Linked DNA regions of Mus musculus: regions 2, 3, 4, 5, 6 and 7 are each linked to region 1. A link is a contact called in public promoter capture Hi-C data. All regions are on one chromosome and are shown on one strand. The core of a region is the stretch at or near the end of the contact, and the rest is flanking DNA. Distances in the headings are between cores, read along the strand shown. Region 1 holds the start of Zwilch (zwilch kinetochore protein). Region 2 holds the start of Rab8b (RAB8B, member RAS oncogene family). Region 3 holds the start of Aph1c (aph1 homolog C, gamma secretase subunit). Region 4 holds the start of Aph1b (aph1 homolog B, gamma secretase subunit). Region 5 holds the start of Usp3 (ubiquitin specific peptidase 3). Region 6 holds the start of Rplp1 (ribosomal protein, large, P1). Region 7 holds the start of Herc1 (HECT and RLD domain containing E3 ubiquitin protein ligase family member 1).

Evidence for each region. Promoter capture Hi-C pulls out the DNA fragments that hold promoters and counts their contacts.
Region 2: a contact with region 1 is called in a promoter capture Hi-C map of pre-B cells, with 5 times the contacts expected there. The contact joins the promoter of Rab8b here to the promoter of Zwilch in region 1.
Region 3: a promoter capture Hi-C map of erythroid cells shows a contact between it and region 1, with 5 times the contacts expected there. The contact joins the promoter of Aph1c here to the promoter of Zwilch in region 1. A contact is called at or near these places in 2 of 39 promoter capture datasets (erythroid cells and pre-B cells).
Region 4: a promoter capture Hi-C map of erythroid cells shows a contact between it and region 1, with 20 times the contacts expected there. The contact joins the promoter of Aph1b here to the promoter of Zwilch in region 1. A contact is called at or near these places in 2 of 39 promoter capture datasets (erythroid cells and pre-B cells).
Region 5: a contact with region 1 is called in a promoter capture Hi-C map of erythroid cells, with 18 times the contacts expected there. The contact joins the promoter of Usp3 here to the promoter of Zwilch in region 1. A contact is called at or near these places in 2 of 39 promoter capture datasets (erythroid cells and pre-B cells).
Region 6: a promoter capture Hi-C map of erythroid cells shows a contact between it and region 1, with 17 times the contacts expected there. The contact joins the promoter of Rplp1 here to the promoter of Zwilch in region 1. A contact is called at or near these places in 5 of 39 promoter capture datasets (embryonic stem cells, erythroid cells, hematopoietic stem and progenitor cells and 2 more) and 2 of 115 datasets of contacts at active chromatin or transcription factors (both in embryonic stem cells).
Region 7: a contact with region 1 is called in a promoter capture Hi-C map of pre-B cells, with 4 times the contacts expected there. The contact joins the promoter of Herc1 here to the promoter of Zwilch in region 1. A contact is called at or near these places in 4 of 39 promoter capture datasets (erythroid cells, hippocampal neurons, liver and 1 more).

What each region holds. Positions count from the first base shown.
Region 1 is chr9:64,171,344-64,174,582 of GRCm38.p6, forward strand. It overlaps Zwilch (zwilch kinetochore protein), which reads right to left and starts at 1,588. Exons shown (of 19, transcript NM_026507.4): 1 at 1,475-1,588. The coding sequence starts at 1,548. It overlaps Rpl4 (ribosomal protein L4), which reads left to right and starts at 2,044. Exons shown (of 10, transcript NM_024212.4): 1 at 2,044-2,090. The coding sequence starts at 2,088.
Region 2 is chr9:66,918,230-66,921,468 of GRCm38.p6, forward strand. Rab8b (RAB8B, member RAS oncogene family) reads right to left here and starts at 1,476. Exons shown (of 8, transcript NM_173413.3): 1 at 1,281-1,476. The coding sequence starts at 1,404.
Region 3 is chr9:66,833,114-66,836,352 of GRCm38.p6, forward strand. It overlaps Aph1c (aph1 homolog C, gamma secretase subunit), which reads right to left and starts at 1,593. Exons shown (of 6, transcript NM_026674.3): 1 at 1,373-1,593; 2 at 46-216. The coding sequence starts at 1,485.
Region 4 is chr9:66,793,809-66,797,047 of GRCm38.p6, forward strand. It overlaps Aph1b (aph1 homolog B, gamma secretase subunit), which reads right to left and starts at 1,615. Exons shown (of 6, transcript NM_177583.4): 1 at 1,445-1,615; 2 at 262-432. The coding sequence starts at 1,557.
Region 5 is chr9:66,591,590-66,594,828 of GRCm38.p6, forward strand. Usp3 (ubiquitin specific peptidase 3) reads right to left here and starts at 1,526. Exons shown (of 15, transcript NM_144937.4): 1 at 1,195-1,526. The coding sequence starts at 1,285.
Region 6 is chr9:61,913,069-61,916,307 of GRCm38.p6, forward strand. Rplp1 (ribosomal protein, large, P1) reads right to left here and starts at 1,442. Exons shown (of 3, transcript NM_018853.3): 1 at 1,289-1,442; 2 at 820-894; 3 at 215-453. The coding sequence starts at 1,360. The coding sequence ends at 256.
Region 7 is chr9:66,348,941-66,352,179 of GRCm38.p6, forward strand. It overlaps Herc1 (HECT and RLD domain containing E3 ubiquitin protein ligase family member 1), which reads left to right and starts at 1,510. Exons shown (of 78, transcript NM_145617.3): 1 at 1,510-1,681. Gm30447 reads right to left here. Exons shown (of 2, transcript XM_006511600.4): 1 at 1,681-3,239; 2 at 1,385-1,578. The coding sequence starts at 2,131. The coding sequence ends at 1,403.

The sequences.
Region 1 (3,239 bases), core at 338-2,837:
GGAGGTGATAAAACAGACATAAAACAACCATAGAAGCTGAGAACATAACTCGGGAATAACAGTGCTTGCCTAAAATGTGTGAAGCCATTTCCAGAACCTCAAAAGCTGGGCATAATGGTACATGCCTGTAAGGACAGCACATTGGACACCGGGCCACGATGTTTACAAGTCCAAACTCAGAGATCTTGGGTTTAAAACAATAAAGTACTTAACACCATGGCAAAATACCACAACAGTTAAAAACAACTCAAGTTCCTGAGCTCAAAGACATTAGCTTCTTTAAAAACATCAGTTTTGTTGGGCGTGGTGGCTCATGCTTTTATTCGTAGCACTAGGGAGGCAGAGGCAGGTGAATTTCTGAGTTCAAGGCCAGCCTGGTCTACAGAGTGAGTTCCAGGACAACCAGTGCTACACAGAGAAACCCTGTCTCAAAAAAAAAAAAAACAAAAAAAAACAAACACAACACAACAACAAAAACCCAACCACTAAAACCCACTAGTTTTAGCTGGGCAGTGGTGGCTCCCGCCTTTGACCCCCAGCACTCTGAGGGCTGAGGCGGCCGGATCTCTGAGTTCCAGGCCAGCCTACTCTACAGATTGAGTTCCAAGACAGACAGGGTTACACAGAGACACTATTTTTTTTTTTTTTTTTTTTTTTTTTGATTTTTCGAGACAGGGTTTCTCTGTATAGCTCTGGCTGTCCTGGAACTCACTCTCTAGACCAGGCTGGCCTCGAACTTCGCCTGCCTCTGCCTCCCGAGTGCTGGGATTAAAGGCGTGCGCCACCACGCCGGGCTCTGAAACTATCTTAAAAAACAAAAGCACATTAGTTCTTTTCCTGTAGTAGTGAAAAATTATTACTGCTTTTGTAAACAGGAGGGGCAATAATGGCAGTTAAAAATGATAGCATTTAGAGACTAATGGGCTATACCCAACTAGCAACACCTTGCACCTAGAATTAAAGTTTTTTGTCTTCACATCAGGCCTACGAAATCAAAAATCTCAGAGGCTGAGCCAGTCAATGTATATTTTGGCAACCCTGTGGGTGATTCTGATGTGAGTCGCTGACTTAGATTTTCACACAGGATGTAGAAGTTGACAGAATTTCACTGAGGGAACACAGTGAATTTGTGGCACGGCTCACGCCTCTCATCTCGGCATCAGGAGGCTGCCGAGGAGGGTCGATGCGGATTCTGTCCGTTTCTGAGCTTGAGGCCCGATGACATCTAGCTCTCTGTGTCCCAGGAGCCTCTACTTAGAAGCGTGTACATCAGTCCAATCCGTACACTGCTTTGCCATCTTGCCTCCCTTGGGTAAGCTCGGGTGTTTTCTCCGGAGGCCGGCAGTAGCCTAGGCCTCCGCAGAGCCCTGGCTGCCTCTCACATCCCAGGTCCAGGAAAGCCGGCAGCCAGCTGTGGCAAACACCACCGGCAGGGGAGGGACAAGTACCATCCCATTCCCCAACCACAACTCACTGCCGGAGACGAGCATAAAACTCCTCCGCCGCGCGGTTCATTCGCGACCACATACCGCCGTGGCCTCCGTCCATTGCTAAGAAGTTAAACTGAACTGCGCGCCCAGACAATGACGTCAGAGGCCATGACCCCGCCCCGCCGGAACTACTTCACGCTTTAAGTTCGGTTTGTACTCAACGCTAACACATTGCTTTAATTTAGTAGAGCATCCCCTCAATTTACTATTCCAAAAGTCTCCCATTTCTGTTAGGGGGGAAAAAATGGACTAAAAGAGATGTTATGATGAGGGTGGGCGGGATGAGGAGAAAGATAATTCTCGCGAGAGTTGTGACGAGTTACGAATTATTCCGCGAAAAAGAGTCCCTCCTTTCTAATCACTCTTTTTAACTTTAAAAAAAATGAATACATAATTTTAACACACGTCACGCAATAATATTACCTTTTGAAATTTTTACATGTAGCAGAAAGATAGATCGTGTCTCTAATTTGATTTTGATAAGGGGCAGGATGCGGAAGACGAGTGGAAGGATATATAGAGTACAAGTGACAAGTCTTTCCTTTTCCTGTGGGAGCAGCCGGGTAGAGAGGAGCGTGGCCTTCTCCTCTCCCCGTCATGGTGAGTGGAGGTCTTCTACACTGGGCTTCCCCCTGGTCTGGGGGGCGGCTATAGAGGAGGGCGAAGGTTCAGAACATGGAATCTGCAGAGAGGAGACGAGGGAAAGGAAACCTAGCACCTTTTCTGGCCGGAGCTGAGTTGTGGGCGCTGAGGCAGCCATCTTAGAGGCAACGTGGGCAACAGCGCCAGGTGGATGGTAGAGGAACCTTTGGGATCTTAGCTTTTCTTAGTTCTAAGCTTTGCTTAGTTCTAAGCAGGGTTGCTGGAAGCCGAGCGTTTTGATGCCAGAGACTTGTCAGGGGTTCGAGATCGTCCGATGACAACTCCGCACAGGCCGTGGCGGGTCATGTGCTTTCAGTCCGGAGAAATTGTCTTCAAAGAAAAGGGCTGAAGGATATCTGAATTTATGCTTTCCAGGAAGATTGCCTTCACCTCTTTAAGACAATTTCTGGAAATGCATGTCTTCGTTACTTTATATGATGTAATCTAGACCTTTGAATCTTAAGCGAGTTTTCAGTAGTAATTAGTATATTGTTTTACCACGAATGTTTATCTGTAGATGGATTAAGGTTGTTCTGACCACAGTAATTTGGAGACTGTTAGATTCATCGTTAAACCGACTAGATAGGTTGTCCTATTGTGAGACGACTTAAAGGGGGGTATAGTAGAAGAGATGGTATAGTATCTGGAAGGGCACATGGGAAATAGGTCAGACCTAAGTGCTGGTGGAATCCTCAGTTAAGAGTCTTTCAGAGTATCAAAACGTTTCTGAATTTGAAGGGGTCTGGAACATTGGATAAATGAGCAGGCCAGCTTTGCTGAAGTTGGTGAGGGTAGAATTAATTTAACATGTCCTCATTAAACAGTATCTATGAACAGTTTTTATAATGTTGCTTCCAAGTTTGTTTCTCATTAAAATTGATAGATTTTCAGGTTGTCCTTTTGCTGTAAAACTATTGAAATGATAAACCCAGTGGTGGTTTACTGTGTTGCTTGAATTTGGGGTCTCCTGCAAAGCAATACTTGCCTCAAACTGATTCCACAGATTGGCCTGTATATGGCCTCAAATATTGGGACTTTTACTTCTGTATTTACATATTTGTCTCCAGATATCAAGCTCTTGACATTTAATTATGGGATGAATGTGTC
Region 2 (3,239 bases), core at 226-2,725, 2.7 Mb after region 1:
AACAAAGGAAATAATGTTAAGGTCATCCTACTGAAGGTTTAAAAGCAGTTTTGATGTGTTCTTCAGTTTACAACTTAAAGATCCTGTTTACCTGCACACAATGTCTTTTACTGAAGATACAAGAGCAGCTCCCAGTGAAGAGTGAGAAATTTTTTTCTTGAGTCAATTAGAAGTAATTGGGAAATATACAGTATGTTATGATTCACCTACAAAGTAATTAGAATCAAAGGAAACTACACAGGGAGGCAGGCGGAATGTACAGTCAATCACTTGGCTTGGATGTTACCAACTACACGAGCTCAAGAATTTACAAAGTTGAGAAACTTACTGCTGCTTCCCAAGACACGGAATAAGGCGGTGAACAATAAATTTCTTCTAACCACATCATCTCCCAAAGTCCCCAGCCCCTTTAATTCCTATAAACACTCAAAAGATTTTTAACACCCCGTAGACATTACTCCATCATTAGTCACTTTTTAAATCTCGATTCAAAGATGTCAAGAGAAAATGGAAACCAGCGTTCCCAGTTACTAGGGAAAGTCCTGAGCCCCGCGTTTTCCATTTCCTCTCTGATCTCTCAACCCCTGCACTGCATCCCCTGCTTCCCCTTCTCCTTTCTAGTTAACACTCAGCTCGCCTTCACTTTCTCCACCAAGTAGCCTCAAGTCGCCCTCGGGTCCTCCTGAGTCCTTCTCCCACCTACAATCTTCTGCATTTTCTCTTGGCATCTCTGTTCACACCTTTAGAGTCAATGTCGTTTTATCGCTTGCCTCCTGATCATTCAGTCAGTCATTCCCCTCAATTCCCTGTTGACCGCCTCCTAGTCTCACTTCTCTTGTCCCTGGTGTCCTCTGCCCCTTTACTTCATTTGAAGCCCCTCTTTGAGTCCTCAAACCTTCATTTCCCTCTTCACATTTCCTTCCTCTTTCCTGTCTTTCTAACCCACGTTCGTATTCACTCTCCCTCCCCTCCTTCTCTTTCCGTACGATTTCCTGTGTTCCCCCGACTCCGTCCCTCTGGGACGCCGCTGCCGCCGCCGCCCCGGAGCCCCCTCGTGTCCCCAACACCCCTGGTTTCCGATTGCTCCGGTTCCCTTTCGTCCGTCCGCAGTTCCGCATCCCCATCCGTCCCTTTCAGCCTCTCCGGCTCTCACTGCCCTCTCCGCGGCCCTTCGGGGTCCCCTTCTCCGGTCGCCAAGCCCTCGCGTGCCCTCTCCCAGGCCCCCAGGCACCCGCCCCCCTCGTCTCAGCTCCCGTCCCGGGCCGCGGCCGCTCCCTCACCGATGGTGGAGATAAAGGTGGTGTTGAAGGCGTCCTCTGAGAAGCGGAACAGGAGGCAGGTCTTGCCAACGCCGGAGTCGCCGATGAGCAGCAGCTTGAACAGATAATCGTACGTCTTCGCCATCTTCTCACTCCGGCCCTCTCTGACCGCCAAGAGCAAGGAGGCGGTGGAAAGCAGCGCGGAGGGGGGGCCTCTGGCGAGGGGGCGTGTCTGCCAAGCCACCCGCGCCCCGCCCCGCCTCTCGCCCCACCCTCTTGAGGCGACAGGCTCGCTCCTCCCCGTCCCAGCCAATCTGCCCGCGCCTTGTCATCACCCTCCGCCCCGCGAGGCTTTATGGGATTTGTAGTACTCTGGGAGAGCCGCGGGCGTGCCTCGCCCAAACTGTCCGAACAACCTCCCTGGATAACAAATCTGAGTGATGTAGGGTGGTGTGTTAAGACTTTCCATCCTTACAGGGAAAAGACGCTTCGTTTCAAACTCCTCTTCTTTTGCCAAGGGAACTTGACTTTGTTGTTTCTTTGTTTATGGGCATCTTTCAAATCCAAGACCTCGGAATCTAAGTCCTGCAGTTCGCTCATCTACTTGCCTGAACCCGGAGCTCGGCAAGCTTTCTTTGGAGATGCAAAGGTTCACGAAGTCTGTGAATTAGCTGCAGAGTATTACCCAGCCTCTCCCGTTCCCGCCCATTTCCTAGGCCCCCTTCCACAGCCCTTCAATTATAGAGCTCAAGGAGTGATGTTAGCGGGCTAATTTCATTCCCACTTGTGCCTTCTGAACTACAGGCCACAGCCAAATGCGATGATCATTTTAGAGGCTCTGCTTCATAGATACCGCCTCGCGCACCGCGGGAGGATGAATTCTTGAGAAAGAAAGAAAGAAAGAGAGAGAGAGAGAGAGAGAGAGGGAGGGAGGGAGGGAGGGAGGGAGGGAGGGAGGGAGGGAGAGAGAGAGAGAGAGAGAGAGAGAGAGAGAGAGAGAGAGAGAGAAAGAAAGAAAGAAAGAGAGGAGAGGGGAGAGAGGGGAGAGAGGGAGAAGAGAAGAGAAGAGAAGAGAAGATAAGATAAGAGAAGAGAAGAGAAGAGAAGAGAAGAGAAGAGAAGAGAAGAGAAGAAAGATGTGGGAAGGCTTGTGCTACGAACAGCTTATAAAATAGCGCCACCTGAGACAGGTGACGGGAACTTTGGCCATAGAAGATGTAGAGATTTAGATTTGGATTTAGTCTTTGCTAAGCCACTTCACAGCTGTGTGAAGTCTCACAGGCTTGACACGTCTCAGTTTTCTCATCTGTAAAGACGAATGAAAAACAAACTACTTCATAGGTTGTAGTGAAAATTAAATACTGAGTGTGAAAGCACTTTGAAACTTGGTAAGGTGCTGTGAAGTGTAGGTGTTAGTTGCGTTTAAATTTATCACTCCTCAGGAGGCTTTCAATTAATGGGTGGCAAAAGGAAGGGAGGAAATAGCACTTTGATGTATTCAATTCAAGCCTTCATTATTTATTACCCTAGACTAATTCTTTATTGTTCAGTGCTCTTTTATCTGCAAGTGGCAGAAACCCAGCCAGATCAAGCCCCTGTGAGACAAGGGTTTACTATCCAGATCATGAGGAAGGAGTGGCTAAGGGGGACCAGGAGCTTTATCTTGTCAGAAGTCTCTGTCTCATCTCTGCTTCTTTTTCAGTTTTAATTTAAAATATGTTAAATACCAACTGTCCTAACATACACACACACCAACAAAAATTCTTTTGGATGCCTCCATTTTTAAGAGTATTAAAGGGGCCCTGCCTGACAACAAACTATCTAAAACCCTCTAGGACAAAACTTACCTTAGAGACAAGGAAATACCTTCTAGCAGAGGTTGTTACAGGAAGCAGTGGAGTTAATCATTAGAATAATAATAAAAAAACTGGACAGTTAATTGAACACATTGACAAATTCTTCTAAGATTCAACAATGCCT
Region 3 (3,239 bases), core at 343-2,842, 2.7 Mb after region 1:
ATAATTCAAGTCTAACTGGGAAAATAAAACAAACATTTAACTTACTTTAACAGCTTATAATATGCGAGCCTGAACAGCTCTTGGATACAGACAGAGAGCAACGCTCCGAAGATGAGCAGATAATTCTGTACTGATTCATCTCTGTTGTTAGTAATGACTCTCACTAGGAACCAAAACATGGACGAAAGCAGGAGAGACACCAACCAGAAGAAAGCACTGGAACGTAGAAGACAAAAGTCACGAGTTAACAGAAGCACAGGAAACAAATATCTTGATCTTTTTTAGGAAAGAACCCCTTCACATGGTATTCCGAATCAGCATTTGCTAATCAATGGTCCATTTTCCTCCTAGTGAAAAAACAGTCCAAGAGGAACGTCAGATGCCCTCAACAAGGACGATTCAGTGACCCTGTCTGTGTACACCAGAACACTATCTGCCAAGGACTGGCAACGAGGAAGTTGGTTACTGCTTTGCCTCATTGGTGTGCCATAGAAACATATAACCAGTGGCTGTTACAATTTTCATATCCTAGAAAATGTGAATTTAATGGCTTAGCTGTCTGTAAAGATAAGTATCTTTTCTGAAGGAAAACAAACACCTACACCTGTATTTATTGTGTGCACCATGGAAAACTCAGAAGTTGAAAACCCATGCTGTGGTCTAGTTGTTTTCCAGGCCCGGTTCTTACAACCTTCCTGTGGACTTTAAGGACACAGCAAGCTTGACGTTCAACAGACTCTATTGATTTTTAATGCCAACAGCGAAGGAGCACTATTTATTACAGGAAAAAAGAACGCAGAGAGGCTGGAGTTCCTGGCTAGCCAGTGAGTTGCCTGGGTGCCAAGTCTCAGAAACTCAGTCTCAGCAGGTGCAAAGGGATCAAGACCGCAGTCACCAGCAGAGTTAGATATTTACCAAGTTCTCAGCAAGACTGGTCAGGTGTTGCAGCGGTTTTCTCAGGCTTTCACCATTGGCTGCACCCCAACCATTACCCAGGGGCCTACAAGAAAAATCTGAGCCCAAATTCCTCACAGGCATTCTGAGTCCAAGAACGGGGGTTGAGGAGGTGGACAACTGATCCCCAGGTGTCTTTAATGGCAGAGAGTGAGAACAGCTCTTCGATGCCGCTGAGCACTGAGTGAAATGAGAAATTCCTACGGAAAGACTAAGGCTCCATACACGAATGTATCCACTTATTCCCATCTTCCACAGAAGCCAAGACCCGCAGGACTCGCCTGCTCAGCCTGAACCCCCTCCCCCCAGTCTTGGACAGTCCCACAAGCTGGGAGCCACTGGGAGATGGGGATCCCGGGGTCGTGGAAACCCAGGAGAGGGAGGGACCCGCGGTGTCCGGGACTCGGCTCAACCTCACCCAGCGATGAGGAAAATGACGCGCAAAGGGTCGGTGGCGATGGTGAAGAGGTAGAGTGCGAACGCGGGCCCGAAGGCGATGAAGGCGCAACCGAAGAACACAGGCAGCGTCATGGTACCCACAGAAGCCAGTCCCGGGGGACCTGAGTGGATCCGAGGTGACTGGGACGATTTCTTAGCGGAATGCGGGGCGGGGCAGGCCTGCCAGGTACTCCGGGCTCGATCAGAGAAGGGGGCGGAGCAAAGCCCGGGAGGCGGGGCCTCGAGGTGCTCCAAGGCTTTTTTGAGCGGAGGGCGGGACGTACGAGAGGCGGTGCCTTAGGGGCGGTTTCTGGCCAATCAGAGCCTGGGGGCGGTGCAGGACACAGCCAGTCAGAGCAGAGGGCGGAGCGGCGCTCTAGATGAAGTGCCTTGAGATGCTCCGCGGCTTGTTTTTGCAGAGGGCGGGGTGGAGTCGAGGAGGCGGGTCCTCGAGCTGCTCCACAGCAAGGCAGGACTGGGCGGGGGCGGAGCTCGAAAAACAGAGCCTGTATCGCACAACGGTCAGTCGCAGAGGGGTGTCCAGGCGGATCTCGGGAGGTAGTTCCAGGAGGTGCTCCAGGCGCTGAGAGCGAATGGCGGTGCAGGATTCGGGAAGCTATTTCTTGAGAGGCTCAGAGTACTGTTAGAACCTGTGCAGCGGCATCGAGAAGCTGTCAGAGAGGCGGTTCCTCGAGGGGCTCCACGTGCTGTCAGAACCGGGGCGGCCTCTAGTGTCTCTGCGTGCGTACAGCGCAGGGGACAGGGCCTCGAGGGGCTTCACAAGCGGTCAGAGCGGAGGTGCAGCCTGGAAGGATTCGGTGTGCGGGCAGGCTGGGCAGCAACGCGGCCTCCTGGGACTCCACGTGCCGTCAGACTGCGGGGCGGGGCCTTGAGGGCTGGGCAGTTCTTCAGAGCACTCGGGGTGCTGAGAATGGAAAGGGGTCCTTCAAGGTTTCTTCTCTAGGTTTCTTGGGGCAATGAAAGTTGCCCGCCGAACTGGGCGGGCGCCTAGACCTCCGAGAGGCAAAGGGCTACACCAAGCCTCAGACTTGCCAGCGCTGCAGGTCCTTATTCCAAAGCGTGGCTCACTGAAGACTTAAAAGCTGTGCCCCAGCCCTCTTGCCTGTGGGTACACATTGTCCCTGGTGCTGGCCAACTGTAAGGTGGTCTAAGGGAGATTACCAGGCCACTTTTGTGCTGAAGGTCAATTGAAGTAAACAGCAGGACAGGGGCACGGTTCCTTTAAAGTAAGTATTTTTTCTGTGTCCGTGGTTGCAGGAATGTGGGGCTCCCATCCTATGTAAAAATCCAACTGGGCTGGTATGACCCAGGTGAATCATCCCCTATGGAAAAGGAATAATGAAATACTGACGAGTTGTTCTGACAAGTTGGTTTCTGTGCCACTAACAGCCCTGATCTCCAAAAACTTAAAAAATTTTAAAGGCATTCTCTAATCATATCTGAATTTAAATTTCAGGACAAACAACCACAGCTATGTTAAGAATGCTACAAGGTTAATATTGACTAATTACATTCATGTTTGTGGAGAATTGAAACGCTGTAGATACAGAGCCAATATCTTGGGCTATCTAGCCTCTTTAACAGCTATTCATTCCCACCTCTGCATCTGCTCTAATGCCCTTGTGACTATCACGTGACAGGTTTTTTCCTTCATATTTACTACTAGCCTCCACAAACCCCAAAGCTAAGAATGTCATCGGATTGCAGCATCTGACACCTGTAGCAGAGATTTCCCTGCTCTGCTCTGCCCCACTTACCTGATATTTCCAATAATGCATCTGAAAGGGGCCTTGATTTATTACTTTCTTTTGTAACTGTAAAAACTT
Region 4 (3,239 bases), core at 365-2,864, 2.6 Mb after region 1:
CTCTCATTATAAATTCTACCAGGCCAGAGCTTCTGTCTCTTAACCCACCTTTGTACCTCAGCTTCTACAAAGTGTCTGGCATTGGGAAATTTTTGAAGAAACACTTTTGGGAAGAATGAAGAGAGAAAGATAAGGAGGAGCAGGAGGGCAGGCAAACCGGATTGTAAATTTAAATATTCAATATTTTCAGGCTAAAATTGTAGCAATCACTAAATCGTAATTCAAGTCTAACTGGGAAAATAAAACAAACACTTAACTTACTTTAACAGCTTATAATATGCGAGCCTGAACAGCTCTTGGATACAGACAGAGAGCAACACTCCGAAGATGAGCAGGTAATTCTGTACTGGTCCATCTCTGTTGTCAGTAATGACTCTCACTAGGAACCAAAAAACGGATGACAGCAGGAGAGACACCAACCAGAAGAAAGCACTGGAACGTAGAAGGAAAAAAAAAATCACAAGTTAACAGAAGCACAGGCTTAATAATGACTTTAAATCAAACCTGCTTGAGCTACAAATCATTTTTAGTAAACAATCCTCACAAAGTGATGTTTTAGATCAGAATTTTTTTTTTCTCCTAGTGAGACAAATAGTCCAAGAGGAACGTCAGATGTGCTTAACAAGAACGATTCAGTGACCCTGTCGCGTGCACGCTAGGGCACTATCTGTCAAGGACTAAGAGGCACTTGGTTGCTGACTATTTTTCCTAAGAGATGCTTTGTGTGCTATAGAAATATACAACCAGTGACAGTTGCAAATTTCATATCCTCAAAATTCACCAGAAAATATAAGTTTAATGGTTAGATATTGTCAAGTGTCTTTTTCTAAAAGAAAATGAATACCTAACGCCTGCATTAATATAATGGAAAGTTCAGAAGCTGCAAACTTCGGGCAGGTGCAGCGAGACCAAGACCACGTTCACCAGCAGAGTTCCGGTATTTACCAAGCTCCCAGGAGGACATGCCGCCTGGTCAGTTGTTACTGTGTTTTCTCGAACTTTCCTCCTTGACTGCACCCAAACCATTACCCAGGAGTCTACAAAGAAAATCTGAGCCTGAATAGTCTGCACAGACATTCTGAGTCCGAGGATTGATGTGAGGGTGGGGGGCAGGGAATAAACATCTGATCTCCAGGTGACTTTAATGGCAGAGAGTAGTGATAACGACTCTTCGATGCTGCTCAGCACTGAGGGAAATGAGAGATTCCTACAGAAAGACAAAGGCTTCATGCAGGAATCTATCTGCTTGTTCCCACACTCAGCCAACAGAAGCCAAGGGGCGCCTGCTTAGCCTACGGGCCTGCTCTTCTCAGACCCTCCCAGGAACAGTTCCAGCCCTGGACCGCACCACAAGCTGGAGCCCCTGGGAGATGGGGATCCCGGGGTCGTGGGAACCCAGGAGAGGGAGGGAACCCGCGGCGTCCGGGACACAGCGCAGCCTCACCCGGCGATGAGGAAGATGACTCGCAAAGGGTCGGTGGCGATGGTGAAGACATAAAGAGCGAGCGCGGGCCCGAAGGCGATGAAGGCGCAACCAAAGAACACCGCAGCCGTCATGACGACCTCGGGAGCCAGTCGCGGGGGCCCGAGGGCCCTGCAGTGCCCAATGGACAGCGGGTCCTGGATACGGGGCGGGGCTGGGTGGCGAGGCTCCGGTGCTCCGTCAGAGCAGTGGACGAGGCGGAGCCCGTGAGGCGGGGTCTGGAGATGCCGAGGGCGGGACGGGGCTCGAGAGGCGGAGCCTTCGGTGCCCTAGTCAAAGAGGCAACAGGAGGGAGCTTCGGGAGGCCAGGCCTGGAAGAGTTCCATAGCCTATCAGAGTGGACGGCAGAGCGAGGGTTGGCATGCAGGACCTCGAGGTCCTCTAGTCACACGGGACAAGGCAGGGTTCGGGAGTTGGGGCCTGAGCTGCTCCTTGGCCTGTAAAAGCGGGTTGCTGGGCGGAGCTCGGCAGGGGACTCGAGGTGCTCCGAGGGCAGAGGAGGGGCGTGGCTTCGGAGCACAGATCCTGTCAGAACAGGGAACGGAGGTCGGAAGGCGGAGAGCCTGGAGGAGTCCCACGCCCAGTCAAACCGGAGCCAGGTCGGAGCCTGGGAGGCGGGGCTTTGAGTCGCTCCCAGACCTGTCAGCGCCTGCAGAGCGAGCTCAGAGCGCCGCCCTACTCCAGCCAGAGCAAGCTCAGAGTGCCGCCCTACTCCAGCCAAAGCGAGCCGAAGTTCTGGAGACCTGGTAATGTAGTGGGCGGGGCTCCGAGGTGTTATAAGTGTAGTCAGAGTCAGCCGCTCCAGACATTAGGCCTAGGGTTTGTCCCTGCTCAGTTACTGATGGAGTTTTGTTCATCACCTTGAGCCCCACTGTTCCTAGGCTTAGCTTTTATACCTGGATTACATGCTGATGGAGAAAGAATATAGAGGTGAAAGCTGTAATACTTGACATATATATTACAAAACCTGATGCATAGAGAAATGCCAGAATCCATGTAAAAAACACATAGAATTCTTCCCACCCAGAGAGCAGCCTTTCCCGGTCACATATCAGTAGGGCTATGAAGGGTTATGCCAGATGAAGAGGTTTCTGGTCATCACAAACCAGAGAAAATTCCAGAGCAACCAGCAGAATCTTCATCTTCCTAGTTCTTGTCTTCCCTCATCTCCAGAAGTTAGAAGTGGGTCAGTTGTTAGAAATAAACTGACTTGACTTCACTCTTTAATTAGGTTCACTCTAATAAGGTTCTTTTAGCCCGATGAGTGGAAAACTAATTATTGTTCTTTAAGAGACCTTGGTGAAATGTTTACGGTCCTAGGTGTTAGGGATAGTGTGTTTGATCTTGTGTCATTTATGAGTGGGTTTGCTTTTAAATGAAGCTTAGGTTGAACTGGATGAACCTAGTACATAGACGGGCAGAGTCCACATGCAGCATTGCTAGGACAACAACATTTTTCTATTCTCCTATGCCTTGTTCCTATCTACTTATTAACACCAAGTATGCTGAAGTTACTTTTATTAATATAATATTTTCAATAATTTGAACATATATACAATGTATTTTGGTCATATTTATCCTCTTTCCAGATTCACCTCCATCCCCTACCTGCTCCCAACTTCATGTGTTCTTTTTTTTCTCTTAAATTACACACTGAGTCTGAGTCTAATTTGTATTGCTCATGTACGTCTGGCTGTAGGGACATCCATTAGAGTGTGGTCTACCTCCCAGAAGCCATGCCCTCGAGGAAAGCTGA
Region 5 (3,239 bases), core at 276-2,775, 2.4 Mb after region 1:
GAGCTCCAGAAAACTGCAGTTATTTCTATTCCTTATCCTGGAGGACAGTTTTCCTTGTGTTACCCCGTATATTTTGCTTCAAGAATATAATCCCCTTTGAAGAAGTAGTACGTCAAAAGTATTAAAGCAGTCCCTAAACTACCTTCCTAGCTCCAATCCAACCCAGGCTGAAAGACCACTCTGCTGAATCGTCCCACCGTCTTTTCAGCCTTGCAGATGAACTTGATTTCTGATGCACACGATTCACATTTTACACTACAGCCCAAGCTGCCAGTGATAATCTTAAAGCTCATAAACAAAGACCAGCGTCGGCACCAGGGCCCTACCAGGAAGTAATCAAAGCCGGGTGGCCCGTCCGACCTTAAGTCCCGGCAGACAATGAGAGGGCACCGGGGCTTCCAAGGAAGCAGAAGGAGTTAACGCTTAAGCAACTCGAAGGCATAACATAAACCTACGAAGTGTCTTACACGCACTCGGGAATTCCCAACGAAATCCCTGCCAACCCGAAAAACTGCCTCGGAACAATCTTCGAAAGGCAAAACAAAAAAAAACAAAAAAACCCAAAACACCCAACCTCGAGCCGCCCCTCCAAAGCAGCTGTTGGCTGCCTTCTCCGGAGCTTTCGGAGCCCGCAGCCTGTTTTCAAACTTCACCCTCACAGGCTGAAGAGAGACTCCGAGGTGAGCAGCCCCCAGCGCAGTCCGCTCAGGGGCTGCGGGGGAGGCAGGAGCCTGTGGGAACCCGAGGAAACGCAACCCAAAGGGGCTCGCGCGCCGGCAGTCCAGACAAAGCTGCGCCCGCAGAGCGGCGCTTTGCCTGTCCGGCCCACGGGGGACCGCGAGCCCGACCCCGCCACACGTGCGGCCGCGCGCGGAGCCGGCCCTTAGGTTCGCGGAGCCTTGGGGTGCGAGCCGCCGCGTCATCCCGCCGCTGCGCGCTCGCCTCAGGCCCCCGCGGGCCTCTCCTCAGCCGGCCCGGCCGTCGGGCCGCGCGAAACAAAGGAGCCGCCACCGCGCCCGCCGCGCCGCGCCGCGTCCCCTCGCCCCGCGCGCCGGGCCCGCTTGCTCCCCTCAGCCTCCCCCCCCCCCCAACGAGGCCGCGCGCTGCCCCGCACCCGCGGCCCTTCGACGGCAAGGCCCGGGCCAGAGCCGGGACCTCGGGTGCGCGGCCGGCCAGCCCCAGAGCCGCACTCACCGCTGCAGCACCAGGACGACGGGGAGCCGTTGGGGAACTTGGCTGAGTCCGGGGCGATGCAGACGCTGGAGCTGAGGTGCGGACACTCCATGGCCACGAGGACGGCGGCGGGGACAGCCGAGGCTCTGGGGCGGAGGGACTTCAGAGGCTCCGTCTGGGGTCGCTTCTGACCCGGCACTGGGCAGACGGCGGCTTCTGGGTCCCGAGCCTTTGCGTCAAAGAAAGCAAGGGCTTCCGGGCGCCGGGTTTTGCCATCCGCCGTCTCCCGGCGCCCCGCTCCGGAGAACGTGAAAATCCGGACTCCTGGTTCTGCCGCCGCCCAGGGACAGTAGGCTTCCGCCTTCTCCGGCGGCCCCGCCCACCCTGCTGGTTACGCCCCCAGGCCAGCCCGGGCCCCGCCCCCACACTAGTCAGTGGGCGGGGCATTGGTGCTCACCCAGTGCTAGCAGCTAGTGTAAAGTCCTACGGGGATGTGAAGTGACTTTCCGAAATCTGCCCCCGGCCGCTGCAGCCGATTCTTGGGAACCCGACAAGTGTGGGTACTCATCCGGGGCAGAGCGGTCGGGACCGCTGCTTCTACTGCAGTGAGTTGGCTACAACAGCGAGGTAGAATATGTGACCACACCGCAAAGAGTACGGAAAATGAAAACCACTCACACCGACGTGCATTGAAGCCCCATTTTACACAGGAAGAAACAGACTTTTGGGGCGTGGCCCTCGATGGCCCAGCCGGCTGCAAAGAGCCCAGAACAGTCCTGACTTTCGTGTTCTCCCGGTAGCAGGCGGGGTCCGGAACTGTTCTGAGTTCTGAACTCTGGCCTGAGTGTGTCACCGGGATACTGCACGGCTGGGCCCACCGGAACGCCTGTGTTCGGGGTCCACGCCATGCCGTTATGACTCACTGATATCTCCTGCCCATTGTGGGTATTTTCATACCTATACCTCTTGAAGTTGAACGAAATAATCCAGTTTGCTGTACAAGGTCGCGGGTGCTAGGTAATAAAAAGAGGCAGTGTAACATTTGTTAGAAGCCCACCTGGCTCCCAGCCAGGCACTTTGCATACCACACCTCATTTAATCCTCAAAACACCCTCTCAAGCTGCTGCTACGGTCCCCTTTTTAACAAAAAGTGAAACCAAGAGTATAATTTGCTTTAGGAAGATTGGACCCCCGCACCCCCCCCCCCCCCGCTTCAAATCTCTCTCTAGAAAGAAGTGAAGAAGACAGGAGGAGCGTCTAGAGGTAGAGAGCCTGCCACCTCACATTCTCTGCCTTGAGGATATCTGGGGCTCCCACAAATCTAGCCTCCAAAGTTGGGCTTTCTTTCTTTGTTTGGTTGGTGGTGTTTAACCTGGTAAAGGGGCTTCTTTCCTTCATCCCCTGACAAGCAAGTGGAGAGGGAAGAACAATGTGCCAATCCATGGGGCAGGAAAGGAAAGGTCAGGAAATGATTAACTGGCTGGGCCGGATAGTGGTTAGTTAGCACTGGGCACCTCCCTGAAGTGCACGCCTCTAGCACCCCTTAAGCCACTTCCGTACACCCCACTACTGCACCCTGTAGCCTTCTGCCTGATAGTGTCCACCCACCTAGGACATCTCTGCCCAGGGTGGTATTTCAGATTCCTCAGTCCAAGCAACTCTACCACTTCCCCAAGTTGTATATGATTGCTGTCAAAACAAGGCTTGGACGGGTTTTGATGGTGAGAAATTGTGGAAAGTTGTTCAGATCAGCTCTGGCAGGTACTTCATGGCAAACCTTAGCTAGTCCTCTCGACTCTTTTTCCTCGCCTATCCACTGGCAAAACAGTACTTATCTGTGTGAATTCCTAACCTGTAGTAATTAACAGATAAGGTTTGTTTTTCTTATTAAAAAAAAAAAAAAGGAGATGACTGCTTCCTTGGGACGAGAGAGGAGAATAAACAGTATCTGAACCCTATTCAGTCTCTTCCATCTATTTGTTTCACAAGTCTTTCTCAAGCAACCTTCTCAGAGTCCTCTGGGCACTGACCCTCATTCAGTGAACCCACAGCCCCTCATTCAGTGT
Region 6 (3,239 bases), core at 192-2,691, 2.3 Mb before region 1:
TAAACAGGCTCTCTGAACAGTTGCTTGAAGGGGCTTCCTGGAGACAGACCCACCCATTCTCTACCCAGATCGTCTAGTTCTTTTGACCCAGGTCTTATTTATATAACTCATGGTGGCTTTGGTCAAGACCCTCCTTCCCTGACATTTTTTTGGGACCTGCTACCATCTCTGAAACTCCAAGAGCTTTGTGGCTTACAAGTGAGACCAGTCCACCTACAGGTTCAGCTCTTTATTAGCCAACTTAACAAAAGCAGTTTAGTCAAAAAGACCGAAGCCCATGTCATCTTCAGACTCCTCGGACTCTTCCTTCTTTGCCTCCACTTTCTTCTCCTCAGCTGGGGCGGCGGCAGTGGATGGAGCAGCACCACCAGCAGGCGCAGCTCCAGCTGCTGGAGCGGGCCCACCAGCCCCTACATTGCAGATGAGGCTCCCAATGTTGACATTGGCCAGAGCCTACAACAGAGACATAGAAAAGGCTTTTAGTTTTGTGCTGCAAGATTTAATGATTCAATTAAGCTCTTTTCACCCATGAGACCAAAGCAATGTTCAGGACTACAGGGAATCAATATACAACTGCCACCAGTTGATTGACCCCACTTGCCAGAAATAAAGCTGTTTGTATAAATAGAATGTAGCTATCCACTTTGCATGAATCTCACTGCTTCAAATGCCCAAACTTAAGAGGCAACAAAACTCATTCTCAAGCCATGGACCGTGAAGGCCTGACATAAAAGCCACATCAATAAGTACAAACTAAGATACAAAAATCAAGGCTGGTGGTGGAAATCGTACATTACCAAGTGTAACCCCAAAACTTACCTTGGCAAACAAGCCAGGCCAGAAAGGTTCGACGCTGACACCAGCTGCTTTAATGAGGGCATTGATCTTATCCTCCTGGAACACAAACGCCAACCCGTCAGAACGATCAGAATGCGGCTAAAACTCAGTCACTTATACAGAGTTAAGTTTCGTACTTGGGCTAAAGTCAACCTTAAAAAAGACAAGGCCAGGTTTGAAGGCTCAGCGGGCTGTGGGATTGTCCCGCAGGCCTGACGACCTGAGTTCGAGGCCTAAAACTTAGATAAAAACAGCCCACTCTAAACAGTAGGCCTAACATGCGCGCTCGGGACCGCCATTCACCTGTCTCGGGTTGGGCCGCGCGGGGAGGACAGAGCGCATACGCCTCACAGGCCTCCAAGTCACCGAATGCCTGAGAATGCGAAGTCCGGGCGGAGCCGGGTGTCCGCCGCACAAACACGTGGCCGGCCCGGGGTTATCCCGCACTTACCGTGACCGTCACCTCGTCGTCGTGCAGGATGAGGGCGGAGTAGATGCAAGCGAGCTCGGAGACGGAAGCCATGCTGTAGACTGCCGGCACGGTGCTAGTCGCCGGATGAAGTGAGGGCCTCACCCCAACGCGGCCTTAGCTTCCTCGGAAGGACCGAGCACCTTGGCGGCAGCTGAGGAAAAGATCATATACGCCTGCGCGCAGCTTCTTATGGGACCGCGCCGACCAATCGATGCCCGACTCGAGACGGAAGGGGCAGGGCCAAAACCGAGAGGAGGCGCGTCTGCAGAACGCAGTTCCGGATTTGCGCGTTCGACTTCCGGTGCGATTGGCCTTTGGGGCTTGCGAATATTACAAGTGCTCAACAGTAGAGATTAACAGGCTAAAGGGAGAGAGCTATCGGGGGAGACGTACTGCTTAAACTGACAGGCGCGTTCCCACGGCTTGGGTACACTGAAAAGTCGCTCTCCGCCTCAAGCCTTGCGGATCACGTGGTGGACTTCCCAACCCACCCTCACCCCGGGCGTGCGCGCCGTAGTAACTGTGTCTGTGATGAGGTTGATAAATACCACCCGGGACCCGGAGTTGCATATCAAATGCAATATATCGTGGTTAATGTTTAATTCATTACATTGAAAAAGCACAGAGGGGCGGAAGTTAAGCCATCTTGCAGCTCTCAGGTTTGGCTCCCGCACCCCGAAAAGTGCCAGGAAATCCAGTAACAGGGGCTCTGATCCTGACAGAGGTCAGCAGACACGCTCAAGTACACATAAAAGTAAACACTCTTTAAAGTGTCACGCGAGGTATGGTGAGGAAAAAACCCACAGAAGTAGGAGACCACGTGATAAAATTCGGCAACTAATTATATAGAACCCCTAGAAAACCAGGAGAGTAACTTTGATGCGCAGACATCAAAAGCAAGTATCAATAAACAAACGTTTTCCTTTGCCTCTCTTTTAGTGCATGGTACTTTGTCACAGCAATAGAAACCCCAAGTGCTCATATACACAATTAAATAAAAACACCCCTCAGGTTAGGGTACAGCTCGTGTGTGGTCAGCTTGTGTAGAGGTGACCTTGGTGCTAGAAACTTGCAACTAGAATGTAGTGCATACTAGATTAAGTGGTTTCTTTAAAGTTAATAAAATTCTAATCTCAGGACCACAAAGAAGCTATGAAACAGCAAAAGGAACCTAAGTAGAGCAATATAGTTTTCACAGATAAGAGCCTAAAACGGAGAATTTTCTCCAAGTAATATAGTTCCAATCAAAATTCTGTTCATGATCTCAGTGGAATTTGACATGGCCTTCAGTCTAAACACACACACACACACACACCCTGACAGGGTGTCATGTACCTCAGCTGGCCTTGAACTTGCTATGTGGTTGAAGATTACCTGGAATGTTGGATCTTCCTCCCCTGCCTGGGATTGATTTTAAGTATCCAGGTCATGCTGGGCTAGGGATTAACTCCAGGGCGGGTACACACTAAGCACTCCAGCCACTCAGCTACATCTCAGACCCCCTTAAGCTTACTTTGAGACATGCTCTTTTTTTTTTTTTTTTTTTTTTTTTCTTTCCGAGACAGGGTTTCTCTGTGTAGCCCTGGCTGTCCTGGAATTCACTATGTAGACCAGGCTGGCCTTGAACTCAGAAATCCACCTGCCTCTGCCTCCTAAGTGCTGGGATTAAAGGTGTGCGCCACCACCGCCCAGCTGAAACATACTCTTACTATACATTTCAAGCTGGTCTGAAAGACGTCCAGGCTGGCCTTGAATTTGTGGTAAATCCTTGTCTGAGCCTGCTGAGTGCTGGAATTAGAGGCTTACACTACCGCACCTAGCCCTAGGTGTCACTGGCAATGCAAATAGATTTGCAGGCTACAACAGAGAGCCCATGGGCACACCCTCATGCTACTGAGAATTCGATAATGTCAGCAGAGGTCCAGGGAGA
Region 7 (3,239 bases), core at 260-2,759, 2.2 Mb after region 1:
TCCCTTCTCCCCAGGACCAAAACCAAACACCTGAGACCATAAAAAGCACTAGCAACAATGTCATCACTCCATGCTAATCTGCCTCTCATACCTAGACTAGAACACACATCTTATACATAGAAGTTTATATGCACCATTAGAAGTTCTATTTAGTGATTATCTCATTATCTATACTCCTCTAAGGAGGAACCCTGTCATAATAACTAATATTCTAAATGAACAGATTAGGAACTGAGGTCCAGGGAAGCCAAGCAAGCCATTCCAAGTCACACACAAAGCTGAGAGTAGCTTTTGTCTTAGGCTAAATTTGTATGATACACATTTCCAATTGAACCAAAGGGGAGGAACTCAGTATGTGGACCAAACTGGCCTCAAGCTCACAGAGATTGCCACCCCACCCAGCTGCTTATACCATGTATGTTTATGTCTTTAGCACAAGAATTTTTTAAAAAGATTTTATTTATAACGTCCCCCCTTCCCCAAAAGCCTTTAGTCCCAGCACTCTGGAGCAGAATCAGGAAAAAGCCTGGTCTTCAGAGAGTTCCAGGACAGCCAGGGCGATGCAGAGAAACCCTGTCTTGAAAACAAAAACAAATTCATGTGTATGTGTGGGTATGTTAACGCGAGTGCAGGTTCTTGTAGCGTTCAGAAGTGAGTGTTGAAGTTACAAGTGGTTTTGGACATCCTGAAGTGAAGTGAAGCCAAGTCACTCTGTAAGAGATAGCCCTCTTAACCGCTCTCTCTCCAGAAAAACCTTTTGCTGAAGGTGGCTACAGTGGTGAGATTGGGAGTCCTTAAGTACAGAGGCATTCAACAATATCAATTCAACATTTGAGCGCCTACATCTATGCTAGACGTTGGGCTAGATGACCAAGTTAGTGTTCTTCCTCAGAGTGCATCACTGTATAGGTCAGGGTCAAGACCTGTACTAAAGGTCAATCCTCCCGTGTTCCTCAGACAGGGCAGAAGTTGGTCAACTTAAACACTTGCTTGGGCGTAAACTTAACCAGCCACAAGGTTAAGGGCAGACTGTGATGGGAGATAAAGGGAGTAGAGCGCCCGGCAAGCAGCCGAGATAAAGGGGTGTGGCCGGCCGCAGCTTTTTCTCTCGGTCCTCGGCAGCCCCGAGGCCTCGGCAGCATTCGGACCCCGATCCTCTTGCAGACTGTCCCGTACTCATCCTGAACACATCCACGCTCGCCTGATCCTTCAGCGCCCTTTGTGAAATGCCCCCAATTGATAGTTCCCTACGGGCACACGTGACTCCGCGAGGACCCAGCGGTTAAGAGACATGGGGCGGTAGAGTGTCCCCAGTACCCTCACAGGAAGGGTCTCCCGGCCGGCGATGTACTCATCGCTTTCCCATCACTGCCTAAGCCGGCATCTTCTCTCCCTTTTCCTCTCAGGTTGCCTCCCACCTCCCGCGCGAGGCCCGGAGGAGGCAGGACCAGCGCTTCTGATCTCGCGAGAGTTCCCTCATAAGTCCCGCGAGACTCGCCTGCCGCTGCCGCTGCCGCCGTCGCTGCCGCCGCTGCCGCCGCCGCCTCTTACGTCTTTCCCTTTGACAAGTCGCCGCCGCTGCAGCAAAAATATAAAGGACGCGGCTAGCGCGGCCGCTGGCCAGCCGGGTGCCGGGTGCTGGAGCCGCACCCCATCGCCGCCAGCTCCCGACCCACGTACGGTAGGTAACACGTTCTCTTTCGCCATCGTGACCTCCCGAGTGTGTGATCGGCTGGCCCGGCCGAGCCGCTCGGGGCCGTTCCGGGGCCGCCCGCCGAGCGGGACTGCTGGCTCCGGGTGGACGGCGGGCGGAGGCCCGAGGAACCCCTGGCCCCCTGGAAGCCTGTTGGAAGCCGAGCCACCTGCCGGAGGGAGGGACCCGCCCCTGAATAAGCTTGCAGTCTGCGCCCCTCAGCGCCTCAGGGGTCGCGTCTGTGACCTTCTCCCCTTTATCCGCTATCGAGCGCGTCTCTCTTAGCTGGGACTGGGACTGGGGAGCGGCTCTCCCATCTCTTCCTCTTGAGGAGAGTCGCGACTCCGGTGCTCCCTGTCGCCGGCCGACTTCGGAGGGGTGGAGGTTGAGACCGTGCGTCTTTCTCCTCGTCTGCGCTTTTGGGTGGGGGCTGCTCATCCTTTCGGTAAACCTTTCTCTGAATCTCTCTTCGGATAAAATAACAATTTCTAAAGCCCTTGCTACCTGGAGCGGAGACGAGGCGACAGTTGTGTAGTCTCCAGGGTGAGAGGTGGATGGTGGTGATGACAGGAGCTAACCCTGGGAACAGTGATGGGTGGCAGGTTCCCAGGAGACACGAGGACAGAAGCTTGGTACCTACCTCTCCCAGGAGGTTATGTAAAGACGCGATGTATGTATGTATGTATGTATGTATGTACTATGCATGCATGTGTATGGTAGCTGTGAAGCACAGGGACAAAAATCTCCATTTGCGTTAGTTTTAAAAATGTGTGTAATACCTTGAAGGTGTATAGGTAATCAAGAGTGATAAATTCCAACGAATTAATAACCCATCTCCAGAGATAGCATTTCACTGTTAATATTTTGATATATTTCTAACAGACTCTTTTGTTTTTTAAGAGTACCTAGCTTGTCCTTGAATGGTACTTCCTTATTTTATGTATGTTCCCAAAATGATTTGTTTTATTTGAACCATTCCTTTGGCCCACTTGATTAAGCCGGGTTACTTGTTCATTATCATTGGCTGTTCCCAGCCGTCACCATATTTCATTGTGTCTTCTTTCAAAATGATTGTTGCTCAAATAGCTTTAAAAGTCAAACCTTAACATTGTTCTTTTTGGATATAATATCTGAGTTATTTTTATAGTTTTTCTTTTTTTGTGTGATGAGTCCTCTAAATCGGGCCGGTGTTTATATAAAGAAAAGAAAAATTAATTGCGATGAGGAGAAAGTAAGCTTCAAAGTTTTTAAAAAATTGATGGTGATGTGCCTTTGATTATATGTTTACATACCTGTGTGTTTATACAAGCAAAAGTGAATGTCCCGAGTGCTCGTATTATGCATAAATGCACGTGTCAATGCATGCTTGTCCTCTGCACTTGTAAATCTGTATATTTTAGAAATAGGTTAAAATATTTTGTCATGTAGTTTGAGAAAAAAAAACAGCATAATGTAGGACAAAGAACAGTCAATTATATTTTTCCCAAATCACATGACCGGATTGTATGGCAGGTTGGAAGCCTGGCATCTTTCAAAAGGAGGATAG